Regions from separate parts of the Mus musculus genome. Here region 1 is linked to region 2. The links are chromatin contacts, called in public Hi-C maps. All regions are on one chromosome and are shown on one strand. The core of a region is the stretch at or near the end of the contact, and the rest is flanking DNA. Distances in the headings are between cores, read along the strand shown.

Region 1 (4,209 bases), core at 741-3,240, 210 kb before region 2:
GATTTTACACTTAGGTGTGTGCCCAGACTCCTGGGACCAGACAGTATGAATTACTAGGGTCTCATTATCAGTGGTGTGTTAAATTGGAAACATAAGTCACCCATCAGCTGTCCCTTGCTTCATAAGAGAATTTTATGTATCCCACCCGAGAATGGGTTAGCTGATATAATATTAAAATCATAACAAAAGAGCGATATTATCTTCCTGGGACTAAGCAAGAGCATGTCCATATTTTCTCCTTTGATGTTGCCCTATGCACGAAAACATGAAATGTTCTTCTCTGTATATTAGTATCCACAAAAGTTACTTCCTTGATCCTGCCACTGTGGCAGGAGATTAGGGGCTGGAGCTGGAAGCATCAAGATTAGTCTGAGAGACAGCGTTCCTCACCTGGGCTTCAAGTAAAGAGAGAAGCATTACATGAGAAAAGACTGTGGCCTACAAATGCGAAGGGCAGTTTTACCTGAAAGACCTGTGAAGGGCCGTGCCCTAGAAAGGCGGGGCTTGGGGAGCTTTTGCTGTGAGCTCAGTGGTCCGCTCCTGAGTGCTTTCCCTGACTTAATAACTGTCTTTGTTTCTAATTCCAACTATACGTCTATGCCTCTGGCACAATCCATTGTCCTGGGACACAGGAGCCTGGATTTGGATGGCCTCAGTTCTGGCGCCTGGCACTAAGCATGCTTTGTTTTTTGTTTTTTGAGGGTGCATTTTTCCCCCGGGGGGGGGGGTGTATTTGTTTGCTTATTTGTTCTTTCCTTCACCATTTCTTTATCTCTTTTTCAGATACTCTCTGAAGCTTAAGCAGCCTCTTGGACGCCCTGGGATGTCTCACTGTTTGTCTGCCCTTCGTGCTGATTTTAAAAGGCACGGTTCTCTGTGCATTGCCCTCTCTGGGCAGCTGCTGGGATTTTCAGTGTCCCAACCTGCTCTGTTTGGGGGGGGGGGGTTGGTTCTTTGTTTCCTCTCAAGCTCTAACAAAGCAGTCCTCCAGCTTCCCTCTGAGTCTGTTTTCTTTTATTAATGAGATTTAGAACCAATCTCCCCATAACACTGTATTCACACAGTTGCCATACATTTGTGAATCTTTACTATAACTTTTTTTTTTGCTGAGCCATGCATTACAGTTTCAAAATATTCTATATTTAGCTTTAAAAATTCTCTTTGGGAGGATGAAAGACAATAAAGTGAAGAAAAGTAGTGAAGTAAAAAAGTTGATTATGATCATCTCAAGTCAAAACTATTAGCATACAAGTCTTTTATACTAGCCCCTCACACACTCTAGGCAAGTGCTCTACCACTGAGCAACACTGCTGGCCTTCCTAGTCCAGCACTCTAACCCTGATGAACAGAAAATAGGCCACTAGACAGGAATGACTTGGAACTGGACATCTGCATGCTGCCTAAGTATATTGTATCTTCTAGCATGTATACTGTAGAAGAAGAGAAGAGAGGTGGTTCACTGGTTAAGAAAACATAGTATTCTTCCAGAAGACCCAAGTTCAGTTCCCAGCACCGTGATGAGTGGTTTTCAGCCTTCTGCAGCTCTTACTCCAGGGGATCTAACAAGTCAGACCTCGTGGATACCTGCAATCAAGTGTACATATGTTCACACACACACACACACACACACATAATTAAAAGTAATTTAAAAATTAAGGTTTTTGTTTGTTTTTAAGGAAAAGCAAGAACACAAAATAGGTCTCCTAGTTTTGTAAGAGCAGCGAGTAAGGAAGTAGTTTAGAGTTAATGAACTAATGTAAGACCCAATCCAACAGTGGGGAAAAAATCCTAACTCAGTGGGAGTGGGAGAGAGTGAAAAAAGTCCGCTGGGGGGCAAAGTTCCCAAACAGCCAGAGGCAAAGCAGGAACTTCAAAGTCAGCAGGGGAAATGAATAGGGTGTGAAAGTGGAGATGAGCTGGGTCCTGCTTCCCCCCATATCCCCCAGAGGTCTGGATAGCATCCATAGTCAACAGCAGATGGGAACACTGAAGAGGGAGGCTGGGCAGGGCTGACAATTGAAGCCGAGTAATGAAGGAGGAGAGGAGCAGAGAAGGGGTGGGGTGGTCCAGAAAGAGAAGCGAAGCAGAACGCTAGTAGTTTGTCAATTTTATCTTCCTCTTGGGCCTCACAGAAGATAAGAGAGGTCAAGCTCCGTAGGTGAGGGAGGGCATCGGGCAGACACTGCAGGGAAAGATTTGTGTTGGGATTCTCCCCACGCTTGCCAGAGAGATAGTGGGGCAGAAAGCCTGTGGTGTGATTGGGGCGGGTTCATGTCTATCCTTCATAGTCATTTAGATTCTAGGAGACAGAACCAGTTCTATTCCAGGGGAAATGTGTAGGCACACAAAAATGATTTTGTGTCAATTCTGTTTGGCAGGTCAAAATTGGATATTACATTTCTCAAATGTGAACATTAAAAAAAAAAAAGCTCAGGCTTTGTGATGTTGTGAGGAAACTACCAACAATGTTGGAACGGATACCCAGAGAGAAAGGGGGAGAAGGGTTAGAGGAAGAGGGAAAAGCTGACCTCCTTGTGGAGTAGTTTCCCTTTAGAGATGGGAAAGGTATAGGAGAATACCAAAATTATATGACAGGAGAATGGTGGAAAGGTAGATGGATGGATGGACGGACGGACGGACGGACGGGCGGATGGATGGATGGATGGATGGATGGATGGATGGATGGATAATAGAGGGTTGGATGAATGGAGGGAGGGAAGAAGGAAGGGAGGGAGGGAGGGAGGGAGGGAGGGAGGGAGGGAGGGAGGGAGGGAGGGAGGAAGGGATCACTGATATGGACAAAGAGATTGGATGAAAGATGGATAAACCTAAAAGATAAAGACAGGTTGGCAAGATAGCTCATCAGGTAAAGGCACTTGTGACTAAGCCTGACACCTGGGAGCCCCTGTAGTAGAGAGAACTGCCTTCCAAACATATGCCATGACATGCACAGGCACTCAAGTGCATACATGCACAAACATACACTGAATGAATGAATGGATGAATGAGTGAGTGAGTGAGTGAGTGAGTGAGTGAGTGAGTGAGTGAGTGAATAAAATGTTCAAAGGACAAGAACCATGTGTACAAAACTTATTTCAATGTTGTAAAAGACTGAGGAAAGATACTCAAATAATCTCTTTAAAATAGAATTTTATATAACCTTTGTAACAACAAAACTCAAACGTATTTATGTAAGCAGTCCAATCCATATCAAAACAAGGAGAGGCCAACACAGCTGGGCCAGTTAACACAGACGAACCAGTGAGCCAGTAACATCTGCCAAACAAATGTGGAGATGACTCCAGAGGCTGTAAATCGAGACAGCAAGGGAAGATGAGGAGGGAGAGCAGAGCACAGGAAAAAGAGAGAAAGGAAGAGAAATTTAGGAGCGAGAGTGAAGACAAAGGGGTCTGCAGGTGGAATAATAAGAAACTAACAAATACAAGAGAAACACTAGCAGGAGATACGCAGCCCAGGAAATACAAATTAGATGCATGAATACATCTTATAAGGGTAGGGAATCTTTATGTGAAGATCAAGCCAGCCTATGGCCTGGGAAAAGGTTGGCTGCCAACCTCACTGTTCAACCTTGCAAGTGCTCATGAGAGACTTACTCTCTCAGCTCCAGGTTCTGGCCTTCAGTCTTTCAAGCTCCAAAGCTGAATGCTGCCAACTGTGGGGCAGGATCCAGGGCTTAGGCTCACAGAAACAGACAAAGCAGGACATCACTTTGTACACACAGACACGCTCTCTTCCTGCAGGCGGTCCTGGAAAGTAAGCAAATAACAGTTGGAAGGTCTCTCAGCGAAGATGGCGTTGCCATAAAAAGAAGTCACAGAGAAACAGAATTAAGCTCTCAGACTGAGGGGCATAAGCCTTTGGCGTTTGCCAGCTGTGTGGCCTTGAGCAAGCAGTTTAATCTCTGTGTCTCATCTATTAAATGGAGTATTCTGATATCTACTGCTACATAAGAAATCACACCAAAGCTAAGCACAAGTTTAAGACAACTGTCATTTATTTTGTTCACATAACTGCTATTACATACTATATGTGGTGTTGCTGAAGTGATCAAATATGGACCAGAGGACCTATGTACATGATGTTACGAAGGAACTCAGTGAACGATAAGGAGTCAGGGTTCTCCTTCTAGCCATGGGCTTGTCTAAAGGCTTCCAAGTGCTCTTTAAACCACAATGGCTGGATTCCAAG
Region 2 (4,224 bases), core at 995-3,494:
ATAGGTCTGGGCAAGGAATTTGCATAGACTTCGAATCATCTGGTGTGCAGCCAGTTTAAAGAAAGTCCTTCACAGTGGGCTCTTGAAGTCAAAGCAACAGATTTTCTACATTACACTCGAATCTTTCTTAGGTGAGGTTTTCTGGCCAAATGTCATGGCCTACAGAATTTTGTTTTCTATTAGTTGCTTAGTGGGGCTTAATCAGTCTTAAGGCCTTTGAAAGCGAGAAATTAATACTAATAGCCAGCGCCAAGTATAATGTGAGCTGGCAGAATCCAAAACCCTCCAGGGAAAGCCCGTCAAGATTTGAACTCAGCTTGGGTTTCCCAAGGTGACAGACTGGTTGTGCTAACTCACACTGCCATCTAGTGCTCCCCACTGCTGGAAAAGCAAAAGAACTCGAAAGGCATCTGGTTTAAATCAAGAATGCCAAGTCTACAAATGAAAATAGTACCATAAACATTGACTGGAGTGGAATTCTCCTGACACACTGCCTTGCTCCCCTGAAGCGGACAATAGGAATGCGCTGCTCTCTCGATCTTGAGATTCAGGAAGACAAAAAAAAAAAAAAAAAGGTGCTATTGTACAAGACAATACCGAAATGTAAACGACCAGTCACAACCAGAAAGAACTGGCTCAAATTCACGTACATACAATTCTGTTCTTCTACCAAAGAAACAGTAAAAATGCCAAAACAGAGCTATTGCACAAACCACAGCACACATCCTTACAAAATAGATACGTGGTCCTTGCTCACGACCTATGACTTCTGAAAGCTTAGAGACGTAAGCCATATGCTTGTGTGCCAAAAATTGAATTTCATCAGAAAAAAATGAATTAAATAAAAGCACTTTGATGCTCTGTAACTACACAAAAAATCTAGAAAACCGTAATACAAGAAAACACGTGACAACCCACAACATCACTTTCAGGGGGCCATTATATAGCTTAAGTAGTCTAATACAACACGCTGGGATAATAATCTTTTTGCTGTTTCCAAAACTACATTTTGAGGTCACTGAAACAAAGCTGCCGCCATTATTTTGAGGCAGCATCAAAAGCTGTTCTCAACACATGAAGGTCCAAAGTTCTTTTTCTTCCTTGCTAATGAAGACTGCACAGAACGACTGAGACAGTGACAGAAATCCAATAAGATAAATACTCCCAGCGAGCAGGTTCTCTCTTCTCCCACCTCCACCACCAAGCACAGCTGGCGGACCGGATAAAAGAGGAGGGGGCAGGGTCTCCGGCCAAATTGCCAGTATTTGCATCTAGTTTTAGCTGCCTTATACAAAGGACTTCTATTTAAAACTAAGCACCAGCCCAGGCAAAAGAGACTTGCAGGAGAGAAAGCACCGGGTAGGGCACGGCTCCCAGCAGGAGCTTCGCCGTAACCGTAAAACTCAATGTTGGACAGTTAGGCAAGCAACAAGCCTCTTCCTCGCTTTTGTGCGCACCCCCCCCCCTCCTTCCCGGGGAGGGATAACCAGGGAGACCATAAGGTGAAATGGCATTTTAAGTGGGGGTTGCAAACCTCGGAGGAAGGGGGCATGCAGTAGCCTAACTTTAAGGCTGGAACCAAGGGACTCCAAGAATTCCAAATGCAGGATAGATGAGCAGCCACCCCTCCCCGCAATCCGCCAGCTCCTCAGGTGACACAAAGCAGGCATCCGCCAGCAACGCGTGGAAGTCATGGGCAGCGGGCATCCGAGACACCACGGGCTCAGGGAAAATCGAGGTGGGGGTCACGTCGCGGCCAGGGATCCCACAGCCAGAGGCCATCAGCCCACCCTCCAGACAGGCCACCGGCCACCACCTACCAACTGCCTTCGCAGCAGCAAGATGTTCTCTTCCAGGAACTTCTCCTCCAGGCGGCTGCGCTGCGCCGCGTCTCCCCGCAGCTCCCCGGAGCGCGGCGCGACGGTCCCCACGGTCCCGGAGCAGCGCAGCGCACCGCGCACCAGCAGCTCTTGGCGTTGCCGCAGGTACCCCAGCTCCGCCAGCCCCGCCAGCGTGGCCTCCTGGCGCTCGCGGGTACGCTGCCGCTCCGTGTCCGCCTCGCCCCTCTCGCGCCAGCGCCCCTCGGCCTCCGCGCCCCGGCCGGGGCTCAGCGGCTCCGGCTCGCGCGCTGCGTCCGGCTTCATGACCCCCCGAGGCCCCGCCAGCCCGGGAGCAGCAGCACACGCTAGGGCCCCGGCCGCGAGCTCATGCCGCCCGCACTCGCATCCCGCGCTGCTCCCGTCTGCCGCCCCGCAGCTGATAACGCCCCGGCCACGCTACGTCACTCCCGGCCCCGACACCCCGCCTGCTCGCCCGCCCGCCCGCCGCCGCCTCCGCCGGCTCGCGGCGATCAGCTCCTGTCAGGCGCCGGGGCCGCCTGCGCCCCGCCCCGGCCCCGCCCCGGCTCCGCGCCCCCTTTTTCGGTCCTGCGGCACCGCGGTCCCCTCGGCGCCGATTGGCTCGGCTCCATCTCCGGCAGCGGTGGCGGGTGAGGGCCGAGCATCTTGTTACAGCCAGCCCCGAGGGCCGGTCCGCGGGCGCCGTGGCTTTGGGCTCCCGGGACAACTTTCTGAAACTTAACCCCTTCCTCACGTGTCCACGCTCCAAGTCCTCTCCCTTGGCTCTGGGTTTCTTCATCCCAAGCTAATGTCCACTCGGTACTCAGAACACCACTTCTGTAGACTTGGGTTTGGAGGTCGCCTTTGTTTTAAACTCTATTTTGTAACTGGAAGGAAAAAAAAAAAACAAGCAAGGACGTTGTTCTAAAACTCTTTTTGTTTGTTTCAGCTTTTAATCGGAGCTTTGCTGAAGAAGGCCTTTCAAGTCTTACAGAAGGATGCTGTTGTGAGGCCAGCGTTCGCATCAATTCCTATAAAAGCCCAGACTTTATGAGGGGTGGCGTGTGAGCACCTATTGTTTTGTTTTGTTTTGTTTTTTACCGTTCCTTAGCTTCTGTTCACTAGAGCCCTGACTCCGAATCCAGACTGTCTGAATCTGATTCCACGAATAGCAAGTTAAGTGCCCTCCTTGTGCCTCCGTTTACCCAATAGTAAAATGGAGCTAACAGACCAGTCTATTCTAAGAATTACAGTGGCAAACGACGTATAATACATATGCGGTGGTCCAGCACATAAATCTTTAAATAGTTATCTCTCTCCGGGAGGCAGAGGTGGCACATGCTTTTAGTCCCAGCACTTAGTAGGCAGAGGCAGGCAGATCTCAGGGTCGAGGACAGAGAGAGAGAGAACGATATTGTGCTCATGGGGTTTCTTCCCCGACCCCAGGGGAACTTATTTTAGAATTCCCCTAAAATACCATTCAGGATTTGACCTTGTGTCCTTGGGATGCCACTCAGTGGGTATTTCATTGGCTCGGGGATCTATCTGGAAACGCCATTAGCTGGCTTATGGGAGCTGCACCTCATGCCTTGAATCCTAGAACCTCAGAAATTAAATTTAGGGAGTCACAATTTGAGATCATTAAGACAAAGTGTTCTATGAAGGAACACATTTCAGGTCATGACTTCAGAATTTTACACCTTTGCCCAGCTGCTCACTTCAGCAAGGAATTCTCTCTCTTTTTACTCTCTATGTGGTCTAATCTTCCAAGATCAATTTGTTCATGCCCTATGCCCCATACCCGCCCCCCTGCCCCCACTGGTTAACTGCATGAGTGCCTGGTCTTTCTCACACACTATTGTCTGGTTCTCTTTCTGGGCACACACAATCTGTGTGCTTAGGTGTTCCTTGTGTATCTTCTCTCCAGCTACGTCATAAAAGCTCCCTGAAGGCAGGAACTGTTTTAATACCCTCATAGTACCGGTGCTCTCGCTAGGTGCAAGGCCTAGAAGCATGCCACTAATAATTACCAGAGGACACTCCGGAGGATGCAGGATAGTTAGAAATTGTTCTTCTATTAGCATACTTTTAAACGCAATAGTTCCCACTTAATCTCTACAACAAATAGAATTAAGTTGACCTTTATCAAGAAGACGCAAACAAAAGCAAGCACTTCCTTGCCTCACACTCACACCCGTTATCCCCCCCCCCAGCTACACAAGCACCCCCACCCCCTCACCCCCCACCCTGCCTCCTACCTCCCACAGACATAAAATGGAAGACAGCCTTGATTCGTAATTAGCATGATGTAAAAATGGAATCATATTCAGGTGTTCCCAGATGTACAAAGCTTACGGGACACACATTCTTTATGCCTACTGTGTGT

The links. Hi-C and Micro-C count contacts between places; a contact is called where the count stands out from the background.
Region 1: a Hi-C map of uterus shows a contact between it and region 2, with 3 times the contacts expected there. The contact joins the enhancer-like site here to the promoter of Dact1 in region 2. A contact is called at or near these places in 9 of 39 promoter capture datasets (the 3T3-L1 cell line, HPC-7-derived erythroid cells, cranial neural crest and 6 more), 5 of 484 Hi-C or Micro-C datasets (cerebellum, nephron progenitors and uterus), 21 of 115 datasets of contacts at active chromatin or transcription factors (bone marrow-derived macrophages, craniofacial prominence, embryonic basal ganglia and 11 more) and 3 of 9 other capture datasets (embryonic stem cells, embryonic tail and embryonic trunk).

Annotation. Positions count from the first base shown.
Region 1 is chr12:71,522,147-71,526,355 of GRCm38.p6, reverse strand. No RefSeq gene overlaps it. Among named protein-coding and RNA genes, the nearest start is that of 4930404H11Rik, 16 kb to the left of the region's middle. Within about 2 kb of position 1,990, at least 6 of the 459 cell types and tissues checked have an H3K27ac peak or open chromatin away from gene starts, as enhancers often do. A contact at or near this core is called in uterus, where this site is marked.
Region 2 is chr12:71,307,904-71,312,127 of GRCm38.p6, reverse strand. It overlaps Dact1 (dishevelled-binding antagonist of beta-catenin 1), which reads right to left and starts at 2,244. Exons shown (of 4, transcript NM_021532.4): 1 at 1,821-2,244. The coding sequence starts at 2,144. It also overlaps a transcript of 2700049A03Rik not described here.